2 separate regions of the Sus scrofa genome follow, and region 2 is linked to region 1. A link is a contact called in public Hi-C data. All regions are on one chromosome and are shown on one strand. The core of a region is the stretch at or near the end of the contact, and the rest is flanking DNA. Distances in the headings are between cores, read along the strand shown.

The links. A called contact is a pair of places that touch in the nucleus more often than the background predicts.
Region 2: a Hi-C map of skeletal muscle shows a contact between it and region 1, with 2.6 times the contacts expected there. The contact joins two enhancer-like sites. A contact is called at or near these places in 10 of 47 Hi-C or Micro-C datasets (alveolar macrophages, brain, embryonic fibroblasts and 5 more) and 2 of 2 datasets of contacts at active chromatin or transcription factors (alveolar macrophages and skeletal muscle).

What each region holds. Positions count from the first base shown.
Region 1 is chr7:112,055,679-112,061,753 of Sscrofa11.1, reverse strand. It overlaps NRDE2 (protein NRDE2 homolog), which reads left to right. Exons shown (of 14, transcript XM_021099603.1): 7 at 532-665; 8 at 3,623-3,743. Among named protein-coding and RNA genes, the nearest start is that of PSMC1, 31 kb to the right of the region's middle. Within about 2 kb of position 3,288, at least 8 of the 83 cell types and tissues checked have an H3K27ac peak or open chromatin away from gene starts, as enhancers often do. A contact at or near this core is called in skeletal muscle, where this site is marked.
Region 2 is chr7:112,143,858-112,149,932 of Sscrofa11.1, reverse strand. No RefSeq gene overlaps it. Among named protein-coding and RNA genes, the nearest start is that of CALM1, 14 kb to the left of the region's middle. Within about 2 kb of position 3,247, at least 83 of the 83 cell types and tissues checked have an H3K27ac peak or open chromatin away from gene starts, as enhancers often do. A contact at or near this core is called in skeletal muscle, where this site is marked.

The sequences.
Region 1 (6,075 bases), core at 2,039-4,538:
CTTAGAGTCTCATATCTCATATTTGATATCATTTGTGATAGGCTCAGTTAGCTTAATGTTACTTAGTAGATAGCACTGTATCTTAGTTAAGATGAACTGACATTTTTAAACATGGAAACCTGATTTGTTTACAGCTGACTGAATACACGGTGACCATTGCGGGTAAATAATGCCATCTAGTGATCGACTGAGTACCGATCTTTGCTTTCTGAGAAAAAAATCTGCTACGCCATCCTTGTCGTAGAATTTTTCTTGAATATTTGATAACCAATATTCAGACCATCCTCTTGCCTTGTTTTATGATTTGTGTTCTGTGATAGTTTCCTATAAAAAATGAGAATAACTGCTTTGATCACAGCATTCTTGTGAGTCCTTTTAAATCAGGGCACTTATGTCTCGCAGCTTTGAAAATGCAGCAGTCACTGACTTCGGGGAAGAGGCGTTCTGGGGGTTGGACCGGGTATTTGTAGCAGTTGTGCTCTCTCCAGGGCTGTTAACCCGGTTCCTCCCCTTTGCTCTCCCTGCCCCCAGGCCTCTTTCTTCAGCAGTGCCACTTTCTGCGGCAGGCAGGGCATTCCGAGAAGGCTGTCTCTCTGTTCCAGGCCATGGTTGACTTCACCTTCTTCAAACCCGACAGTGTGAAGGACCTTCCCACCAAAGGACAGGTGCGCTTCTGCTCAGGGGCCTCTCCTGCCGCCTTTCCCTCTCTCCCCTCCCCTCCCCTCCTCTGTCCCCTGTCTCCCTCCCTGCTCTTTTGGGGAGGGTATGGATAATGGGAGGTGGTGATCGTATTCTTAAAATGTTTACCTCCTCCTTTGCATCAGTCCTCTTGAGGCTCGTTCCTTAGAAATGTTACAGCAATTCCACGTAAACTCCGTAAGGAAAGTAGTGAAACGTGGAGAGAGGAAAGGAGGTCCCCCACCTCCTCAGATGTCAAGACCCACTTACGTTCCTTTTTTTCTTACTTAGGGCCCCTGTTTAAATGCCCGTTATGCCCGCCCACTAGGGAAACAGTCATCACGCCTTTAAACCACAGGTCCTGTCTCCTACCTCTGCCTTCTACCCTGGGTCTCAGGTCTCTCCCCCAGTTAACCTTCCCGCCACCTCAAATCCTGGCTGGAGTTGCAAATGAAAGTCCATGTTGTTGCTTTGTCAGCACTGATCCTCACTGGGAAGGGGTTAATCATTTAGATGATGAGTGAAGGTTGCCAATATTTGTGACATGAAGCAACAAAAAACCTTACCATAGAGCTATCCATATAAGAAAACTTTCTTTTCCCTTTTTCTTTTTTTTTGTCTTTTTGCTGTTTCTTTGGGCCACTCCCGCGGCATATGGAGGTTCCCAGGCTAGGGGTCTAATCGGAGCTGTAGCCACCGGCCTACGCCACAGCCACAGCAACGTGGGATCCGAGCTGCGTCTGCAACCTACACCACAGCTCACGGCAACGCCAGATCGTTAACCCACTGAGCAAGGGCAGGGACCGAACCCGCAACCTCATGGTTCCTAGTCGGATTCGTTCACCCCTGTGCCACGACGGGAACTCCTCTTTTCCCTTTTTCCACTCAAGAAAACTCAGTTTCCTCCTTGACAGAGAGGGCCTGGAGGGAGACGGACAGGGTATCTGCCTCTAGGGAGAGCTTTCGAAGGTCTGTCGTGGCAGGCTAAGGTCTCCATCTTGAGGAGTTTTCATGAATTGCCTTAAAGACTATTTTTATCATCATCGTTTTTTAACCTCTTTTTTTCCTAGACAAAATTGGGTTGAAGAAAATTGGATAAGGAATTCCCTTGTGGCCAAGAGGGTTAAAGATCTGGCATTGTTACTGTAACAGCTTGAGTCATTGCTGTGGCTCAGGTTCAGTCCCTGGCCCAGGAGCTTCCACATGTCATGGGTGCAGCCAAAAAAAGAAAAGAAAATTGGATAGTATTGGTATAACTGATTATTAGTATGACAAGCCAGATAACATAGTTATTTTAAGACATGCTTTTCTGTTTTAAGAACACGCTGTGCTACAGAAGTGATTCTTAGCCTCTGTGGAGCATCGGGGGTGTGGTGGGGGCCAGGCTCAGAATCGCCCTCACCCGCATCCCCCTGCTGACGCTCTCTGTCTGTGAGGGGGGCAGTTTCTGATGGAGGGGAGGGCACTGCCAGGACTGACACGTCATCCAGGACTGAGCCGTGCACTCGAGGTTTTTAAATGCTCTCACAGAAGTGCCCATATCTCAACTTCATACATGTTCCCAACCCAGAGGAGGGACTCAGCGCTTGTCGGCACAGAGCTGAACACAAGGCACCCAGTGACTAGGAGGTCTGTAGTTTCAAAGCATTTACATGACAACTTGAAACTTTCATTTAACGACCTTCTGTATCTTTATAACTGGGAGACATTCTTACCCCAGACACAGTAGTATGACATAAAACAGGCAGTCTGGTGTTACTGGTCTGTGTTTCTGTGGAATAAATACATTGGTTATAACCATTTATCACACTGTTCAAAAACCCTTCCTGAGTGTGCCTTCTTCCCTCCCTTTATAAGAGCAGAACTTGTAAAGAGGGGTCGTAGCCCTGCCAGGCGCCTTGCTGAGTGGCCGCCGTGCTCTCGGAGCACAGGGCCCTGCCCTCCGTGGCTCTCCCGTCCTGGACGTGCTGGCTTCCAGGCTTGTGTGCACTCCCCCGGGCTCCTGCCCTTTGGAACCCTTCAAGAGGTTTCTCACAGAAGCTTCCACCGAGCAGGTTATTGGCTCCCTTTCGGTGTCTGTCAGGTGATAACACAGTCACTTTGCAGTTCATTGTCATGCACACATTCTGTTCCATGGGGAATTTCCATCCCCCCCACCACTGCCACCGCCCCACCTGCTCCCACACCCTGCGTAATGGCCAGACACATGAGCGAGGGCCCAGGCTTTAACTCGCGGGCCTTTGTATTCACTGGGTACCCACCGCGTTCAGCCAGCAAACGTTTGCTGAGTTCCTGCTGTGTGTTGGGCACTGTGCCGGATGTTGGGGACATGCTATAAGTGAGATGTGATCATGCCCTCAGGAGCACACTGTCCCGTTGAAACTTTGCTAATACAATATTGTAAGTCAACTAGATGTCAATAAAAAAAAAAGGTTGGGGGGACTTTGAAACTCCTTCCCATCCAGAGATCTTGAAAGCAGCATGACTTCAGGTATTAAAGGGGGCCTGTACCTTCGAGGAGCCGGCCATGCTACAGTCCCTGGTGAGACCGGCCTACCAGGGTCAGAACCGGGAAACTAGTGCTCTCCTGTCAGCTGCAGGTCCCTCTCCACGGGCTGGGCCAGTCTATTTGTAACCTGATCTCAGAAGTGTCTTCCCGTCACCTTGAGCCACATTCTGTTTGTTGGGAGGAGTTGCCAGGTTCAGCCCCCACTCCCGGGAGTGACTGTGTACCACATGAGGCCGGGGTAGGGAATAGGGTCACAGGGGCCCATCTTGGCAGCTGCCTGGTTGGTTTGTTTTGGCACATGTGTCATATATGTACTCCCAAGAATGATGACAAGCAAGATTTCAAGAATCATAAGCCCCTCTTATGCCAGTCTTCCCTTATTTTGCCCAGTGGCTTGGCAGTTATGCTAAACCTCTGTATTTTAAACCTGAACAGGTGGAATTCTTTGAGCCCTTTTGGGACAGTGGAGAGCCCCGAGCTGGGGAGAAGGGCGCCCGCGGCTGGAGAGCCTGGATGCACCAGCAGGAGCGGGGCGGCTGGGTGGTCGTCAACCCAGGTGAGGCGCCTCTCAGCTGAGATGTGAATCTTCTTTTAGGATTTGTTTTCATGCCTTCATGGGTTGTTTATATAATAGCTGTTTAGCTTAAGAACCTTATACAAACATCAATATCTTAAAAATATATTAAGCAAATGACCTAGGAGAACAGACTCTTTCTTCCCCTTAGAGTCTCCGTAGAGTGCATATACTGTGGGGGCTTGAATTTCTTTCCAAAGAAAGCAGTTTTCCTTTTTCCTTTTGTGGGTTGCTTCTGGTTAGTAATTTCGTTGCTAATCTGCTGCTCCCCCCACTCCCATTTTTATGTGTATTTAAGGCAGTCTTTTTGTTTTCTTGATACTGTACAAACAGATTCTTAGAAAAATTCTTGCCTTTTTAGGAATAAAATAATTATTAACTAGCATTTATAAAACTCATTCTAAGTGACTGCAAAGTACTTTCCAGGTTACACTTCCAAGGCAGCCCTGGCCAACAAAAATATAATTCTCAAGCCACATGTGTAACTTCACATTTTCTAGTAGCCACATTAAAAAAGTAAAAAGAAACAGATAAAGTTAATTTTGATAATGTATTTTGTTTAACATTTAAAAATGTCAGTATTTTAAAAGTAACGAGATATTTTGCCGTCTTTTTCCCCCTGTATGAACTCTTTGACCTCTCATGTGTATTTTACACTTAGAGCACATCTCACTCAGACCAGCCACTTTCAAGTGCTTGGTGGCCTCATGCTGATGGCTGTTGAATTGGACAGTGCAGCTCTCAGCTATTCAGGAATTGCTTCTCTTCTGGTTTTATTGAAAATGTGAGCGGGGGAGAGGCTGGGCTCCGCCAGCCTCCTCTACCAGATGTGATTGTTCTAGGCCTTGGTTCCCTCAGCTGAGAAGTGGGAACTTGGGCATAGCTCAGGTCGGCCCGGCAGTGCAGAGCTCCAGACTAGCTGGCATCCCCATCTCCACTTGAGATGGGGTGCCTTCAGGTGTTGGGGTGGCTTAGCTCTGGGTAGCACTGCCTGGTGAAGGTCATGCCCTCTGACACCTGGGTTGTCAGAGGCTCAGCTGACTTCCCTGAGTGTCCTTTCCAAGAAGAACTGGGACTGCCCTTCATGCTGATACCACTGGTTTCCTATATGAAGAAACATAACCTGCAGGGCAAAATGGAAGTAGCTGTTGCCCTTCTAGCCATGCGTCGTGTAAGACCACACGAAGCATTACTGAGATAGAAAGCTTCGGGTAGTAACTCTTCCTTCTCTGAGTGACCGACTCAGCATATTTCTTGTTTTTAGCTTGTTTTTGTTTCTGTGTTTTGTTAATGAGCAGGACTCTTACACAGCAGGGTATGTTCTAAAGTTTATTCTGCTTGCCTTTGAGGATAGAGTTCTCATAGGAATGAACAGATACCGAGTTAACGTACTTCTCTGACAAATGTCCAAATGTCTAATAGTCACTCGTAGTCAGAAGTAAAGTTAATTTTCTCAGAAAGGTGATCCAGGTGTTGAAACCTTGATTTTTAATGTCAGATGAGGGATGTATGTTGGTACTTGCGTTCCCTGCAAAGTTTCTGTGGTAAAGAATCTTCTTCTGAATTTAATGAATTTCTTTCTGATGAACGTGATGGGAGTCCTCAAAAACCCACTGTCAGGAGAAAGACTGAAAGTTTTCAGAAGACTAATGGATAACTGTTTTTGGTTTTAAGTTTTTTGGTCCATCCCGACAAGGTTGGCATTTGGAGAGTGGCTGGTATTTATCATCGATTCTGAAGTGCTTCTTCATACCTCATGGCCATTTCTTCCTGCTTACCTTCACTTCCTGTTAGTCTGTAATTGTTACGCATATATGTCCAAAACCATATAATCTTTCAAATTCCTAATCTAATAAATTCAGGTATTTAAGTCTGATGTTTGACTCAACAGGAATAATTTTTCTTATAGTAACATTCTCAGTGTGATTGAAGGATTACTTCCAATGTAGGTCTTTAGAAGAAAGTGATAGATTAATAAATTTTAGTTTTCTTTGAGAAATTCAGAAGAGCATTTGGGTAGACTGTTGGGTTTAAAATCCTGACACACAAGTGAACAAACAAATGACTAAAAATTCCGATAGCTTAAGAAAATCCAAACCAGGAGTTCCTGTTGTGACTCAGTGGGTTATGAACCCAACCACTAAGCATGAGGACGCAGGTTGGATCCCTGGCCTTGCTCAGTAGGTTAAGGATCTGGCGTTGCCATGAGCTGTTGCTTAGGTCAGCAGCTGTAGCTCCAGTTTAACCCCCTAGCCTGGAAACTTCCATATGCCCTGGGCGCAGCCCTAAAAAGGAAAAAAATTTAAACCAGTGA
Region 2 (6,075 bases), core at 1,998-4,497, 88 kb before region 1:
TACAAAAATCAGAAAAGCAATAAAAGAAAGTGAGCAATTTTGTTTGAGTGAGTCAGCTTTGAGGTTTTTTTTTTTTAAATCATTTTCTTCTAAATCTTTGTATTATCCAAAGAATGTAATAGAATACATACAAAGGAAAGCTTGGAGATATAAGACCTGTTATTTCAAAAGATGTTATTAATGTCCCATAATGATGATACTTCCTTAGCTTAAAAATAAAAAGTGGAGACGATTCAAATGGAGAAAAAAATCATGGTGTTGAAAAAAGAAACCATACCTTCTACATTGTGGACCCTCAATAACTATTGGTTGGTTGATTTTCTTGGAACTCACAAGACCCTTTCACATTCTGGTTCTTTTTTCTACTTCTGTCCTTTATTATTGTTCATTCATTCCTTCAACAGTTTTACTGACCTCACGGAACATAAAATGAAATTCATGGAGTTCCCCTTCGTGGCTCAGTGGTTAACGAATCCAACTAGGAGCCATGAGGTTGCGGGTTTGATCCCTGGCCTCGCTCAGTGGGTTAGGGATCCAGCGTTGCCATGAGTTGTGGTGTAGGTCACAGACGCGGCTCAGATCCCATGTTGCTGTGGCTGTGGCGTAGGCCGGTGGCTATAGCTCCGATTAGACCCCTAGCCTGGAACCTCCATATGCTGTGGGTGTAGCCCTAGAAAAGACAAAAAAATAAAAAATAAAAAAAATTAAGAATATAAATTCAATAGGCCCTGTCCTTAGTGAGCTAATTTGCTGACCACCAAAAAGTAGCAGCTTTGATAGGTACTAAGAATATTTTGTGGCACACTGATTCACATTTAGATAAATCTACAAGAACAATGTAAATCAGCTATAATGGAAAAAATGAAAATCATTATAAAAATAGATGAATCTACAGTAAACCTAACTTCTTGGTAAATGGGGTCTCTCCCTCCAGAAATATTCTGAAGATTGAGCATGAAAATAAAAGTGTCTTAAAAGGCTTAAAGCACACCAGCCTAAATATAATGTCACAGTGAAATTATGGTCTAACTTCTTCATAGAAGAATCAGGTATTAGCGCTGGAACAGATCTGGAAGTCCTCTAATCCAATCCTCTCATTCCACAGAATAGAAAATTGAGGTCTAGAGAACAGAGGAACTTAGCCAAGAATTCCCAATGTCAGTAGTGGCACAGTAAAAGCTCTTATCTCACATTATAATCTGACTTGATACCAAGAAGTCATGGTACATATTTCCTATACCATACCCACTGCAAAAGAAATATGATGTATTATTTCTTTGGGGAGGTATTTTTATGGTGAGTTGCTCATTTGCAAGTTCAGATATTCACTCACTTGGCAAACAGCTTTGGGGATGATTACCAGCCACCTACAGAAAGAAGACCACAGCTTTTCTCCTTTTTGAGCTATGCTTTGAGTAAAAGTTTAAGAAGCAGTAATAAACAGCAACTGGCAACTATAGCCTTAGATCAAAGAACAACCTTTATACAGGTCCAGTGCAGACATCACTACACAGGTTGTAAAACCTCAGGAAAAACCATTAATAGCATAATCTGAGAATCAGGATGTGAATAGACACTAGTTTAATCACAAAAATCATTAGATCATCCAAGCCCCATGGTGCCAAAATCACAGAGAGAGGATAAAATCACATTTAAATAAAATGGCAGTTCTAGAAATCCACAGGGTTTCATTTTCTTAGCTAGATTCTTGTAGCAGTGAGAATTAACCAACTAACATTTCATCTCTGCTCCTTTTTCTGCAGGACACTGAAAATTACGTTCAGGGAAAACTTAGTTGCTTTAGTTCCTAGACCTTCCTTCAGTTATACAGCAAAGTTCCCCAAATGCTTGAGCCATCTCACAGCATCAGCTCCAGAAGATGGGGTGTTACTAGAGCATAAAAACACTGGCTTGAGACACAGACAACCTAGATTCTATTCTGTGCTCTGCTCCTCAACTGCTATGTGACTGCAGGGGTGTCAACTGATCTTCCCGGGTCTCAGACTGTTCACTGTGTAATGAGGGATCAGAGGTATGCAGACTGTGGTACCAGATCTGGCTCGTTTGACAGGTGATTTTATTAAGCCTTCTCCTCTATCTAGGAGAGCCTATCCTCGGCACCGAAGAATGCCCCCTCGGTTTACTGAGGAGCTAACCGTCGGTTCTCAGGCTACAGTCTGTTAATCTACCCTCGTCCGTCCCATGCCCCCCAGGCCGGCTCCTGGTCCATCCCCTCGGCCCCTTCTATGCAGACACAGCGGAAAACCCGAGCCCGCGGGGACGAGATAAGGAAATCACAGGAGGGAAATGGAAACCGGCCCTTCTGAAACAAAAGTGCCCACGACGGTGCTTTCGGGCGGCCGGGCCTCGGCTCGTAGTAAACAGGAAGGGTCGCCTCGGAGGCAGATCGAGTTGGGGTTTCGAGATAAGGCGAGGTTTTCTTCTTATCGCTCCGGTGGCTGCTATTATCACACAAGGTGCCGCGTAAACGCGAACGCGGCCTCAATGAGCTAGGGGGGAGGGCGAGGGTGGTTTCCGATCGCCCCTCGGAGGGCCACGAGCCTGGCAAAGGGATTTAGGCTTGTTTCTAGGAAAACTCCGTGTCTCGCGACGCTCCAGCGGGAAGAGAACCTGAGCGCCTCTCGCCTAAGCCTTTCAAGTACGCGCGGGCGGGCAGGGCGGGGCGGGGCGCGGCGCGGGCGAGGGCACTACATCTCCCGGCGGAGGAACACAGGCAGTCCTCTTTCACACGCCCCAAACGCGCAGCTCTGGAGCCGGTTGCTTAGTTGGCGCTGCCGAGGCTGCTTTCCTCCTTCAGTTTGACAAGGGCGCTCTGATTGGCCAGCGCGACCCTGCAGTCGTTGGCCGGAAAGAGTCGAGACGCCTGATTGGCCGCTCCGCACCTGCAATGCGTCAAGCCGCGGTGGGCGTGGAGGACCCCGCGTGAATGGCCGTGGCTGGAGGAGGGTCAGCAGGCTGCTTTCGGGAGGGAGCGGCTCCGCCTATGGCCGCCATCTTTACTAGAGGCACCGCGGACGGCTGGGACGCAGGGGGTTTTTCGTGGAGCTTTTGGGGACAGTGGAAATAGGCTCTGCGACAGAAGTTTTGCTGGGGGTTTCTGTTCCCTTTTTCTATGGTGGTGGGTTGTTTCGTTTTTGCTCAGGTCCCAGGGAGGTGGTGGGGTAGGATTCGAGGGCTCGCGGCTCAGGGCAGAGTGGCCACCCAGGAAGGAGGGGGTCTGACAGGAGGTTTAGGCGGCGCTTCCCGAAAACCGCTGGGTCTGCGTTCTGTCGGCGGGCGCAGGGAGGGTGATTTGACTCCTCTCCATTTCTAGAAGCAAAGGGGAGGTTGGCTTCCTGGGCTTTTGCTCGGGCTGGAAGGCAGTTCTGGAAAGCTCCTCCGAATACGTCATGGTTGTTGCTCGCGCTGTGCGCGGTCCCGCCTGCAGGGAATGCGGTTTTTGTTTTTCAGAGCTGTAAATCCCACAACCGCCTAGGGAACTTTCTCGGCTCCGGAGACAGTGGCCTGCAGGGGCCAAGCGGAGCTTGCTAGACAGACATGATAGCAGACGTTGGCTGAAATTATTTTGATCCTGTCAGTTTAGTTGCCATTTTAGGCGACTCGTCGTGTGTTTGGGTGTGGATCCCGCTTTCATCTCCGATGTTCACCCCCCTCTGAGAAGGGGGGGGTCCTCATATTATGTTTTACTGTTCCAAAAGTGATGGTTGTTCAGGGTTACCTTCCGTATATATGAGTGAAAGAAAAAAAAAATATATGTGTTTCCTGGGTGAATTAGAGCTGGGGGAGTGGAAATAAGCCATGGTTGTCTTGTTTTCGGGAGATGATGTCTGATGGTTTTATTTGAGCTGCGTAGGTGCAAATTCGGTGGAGCGTGGCTATCCAAAGGTGAATTCTGGAGCTGCCTTGGTGTGGGTGTTGCTATGGCCACAGGGAGAGGTAGTGAATTATAGGGCCAATAAACCCAGCGCAGCCAGGCCTCTCCCTTGTGTGAAGCCTTAGTAATTGACGACCCGGGTTCGTGTATCCTGGCTTTCGCAGTTCCCTTCCCCGTCCAAGATTCCTGGATTGATCTTTACAGGCACACGTGGGTCTGTACTGACTCTTCTATTGACGAATATGGCAGGTGCAGCCACAGCTTTGTATAGGTTTTCTGATTAGGTGCTGCCATGTGGGAGCGTGGTGTGGTACCATTTACCAGACAATTTTATTTGTAAGTTGTTGCTAGTCTTAGCTAATGGCACTGATTTTGAACATTTAATCACTGTCTCATGCGTTTTCCCGTAGGCAAAGCATCACTTTACCTTAGAGTGCCTCCTGCCTAAAACTAACGCTCCCTTTTACTGTGTCTCAGTATGATGCCAGAGCACTGAGTTCAGGGACGTTGCAAAAGACAATTGCAGCTTTGCATAATCTCCGTATAGCAACAACCACTCGTGCCTCTCTGGAACACCCAGTAATTCAGTGTTCTTTGGCAGCTGCAGTGCTGGGAGTTGGCCACTTTGCTTGCTGCGGTGAGGTAGAGCAAAGGACTAAATCTTCTGGAGCCTTGGTTTCTTCTGTAACATGAAGAGAATTAAATCTGTCTCACAGTCCTTGTGAAGATTGCAGGAGATGAGAATGTGCCAGGTCTGTGGAAATTGTAGAACGACTGACATAGTGATAATCAGTTACTAAAGCATTTATTGAGGGCCCATAACTATCTGACCTTGTGAGAGGAAGATTTTCCTTCAGGATTTTCTGCTTTGTGAGGGGAACAGATGGACAAACTCAGATCCAAAATAAACTTTGAATGGCTTAGGGTTTTTTTTTTGTTTGTTTTGTTTGTTTTCCCCTTAGGGAAGGCATAGTATTAATATAGCCTTGTTAGCATGCAGTGCCAGATTTGAGGGCCCTTAGGGTGACTAGCTCATCACAGTTTGCCTTGGTCTTTCCTGGTTTTAGCATCAAAGGCCCATGTCCTAGAAAGCCCCTCTGTCCCAGGCAAACTAGGACATTTGATCACCCTTGGATTGTTTTCAGTGCCACAAGATGGGAGAGTGAACAGAATGGGAAATGAAGATTCCAACTATATAGAGGTGGTTAGGTTTCTCTAGGATCTGTGAGGACACGGGTTACTGAGCACAAGAAAACAGATGTCCTTGTGTAAGATAAGTCTGAGCTGACACCTGAAACTTGGCATGTCCAGAGTCAAACATAATTTTAGCTATTGTTCCTTCTCTCAGTCCCCTCTCAGGGTTTTGCTTTTCATGTTTTATGTTTTTAAAGGTTCTTACTCAATTCCAGTCTTTATCTCTGGTAAGGGCTCTCCTGAAGTATTAGTCACTTTTGAGTGCAGAAGTTCTTTTTAACACCATGGACCCCTTTGCCAGTCTGATGAAGCCTAATTCTACTGTGGTTCATTGCCATGTTCATAATTGAAAGCATGCTACATTTCACGTAGAAGTTAGTGAAAATAGTTGTTCTACTTTTCCATCTAAGTTCGTGGACCTAAACTGCCTCCATATAGACCAGATTCAGAAGCTCACTCCTCCGTTGCCCTGTTGTAGTACTCTTTCCACCCTGAACTTTTTTTTTTTTTTTTTTTTGCCTTTTAGGGCCACATTCTCGGCACATAGGGGTTCCAAGGCTAGAGGTCCAATCGGAGCCACCAGCCTACGCCTCAGCCACAGCAACATCAGATCTGAGCCAAGTCTGCAACCTACACCACAGCTCACAGCAATGCCAGATCCTCAACCCACTGAGTGAGGCCAGGGACCAAACCTGCAACCTAATGGTTCCTAGTCAGATTTCTTTCCACTGCGCCGCAATTGGAATTCCCCACTCTAAACTTTTTTATGTTCTTTCACCATTATATGCCACCACCATAGTTCAAGACACTGAGACTGTTATCCTAACTATTGCAAAAGTTGTTCTGCCTTATGCCCAGCTGGTGGAGTAGTTTTTCCAAAGCACACAAGTGACTATATAATTTCCCTCTTCAGACCTCCCATGGCTTCCTATGGTCTCTAGGATTAAGTCCAGATTCCTTAGGAATTCCTTCAGGCCCCTCCATAA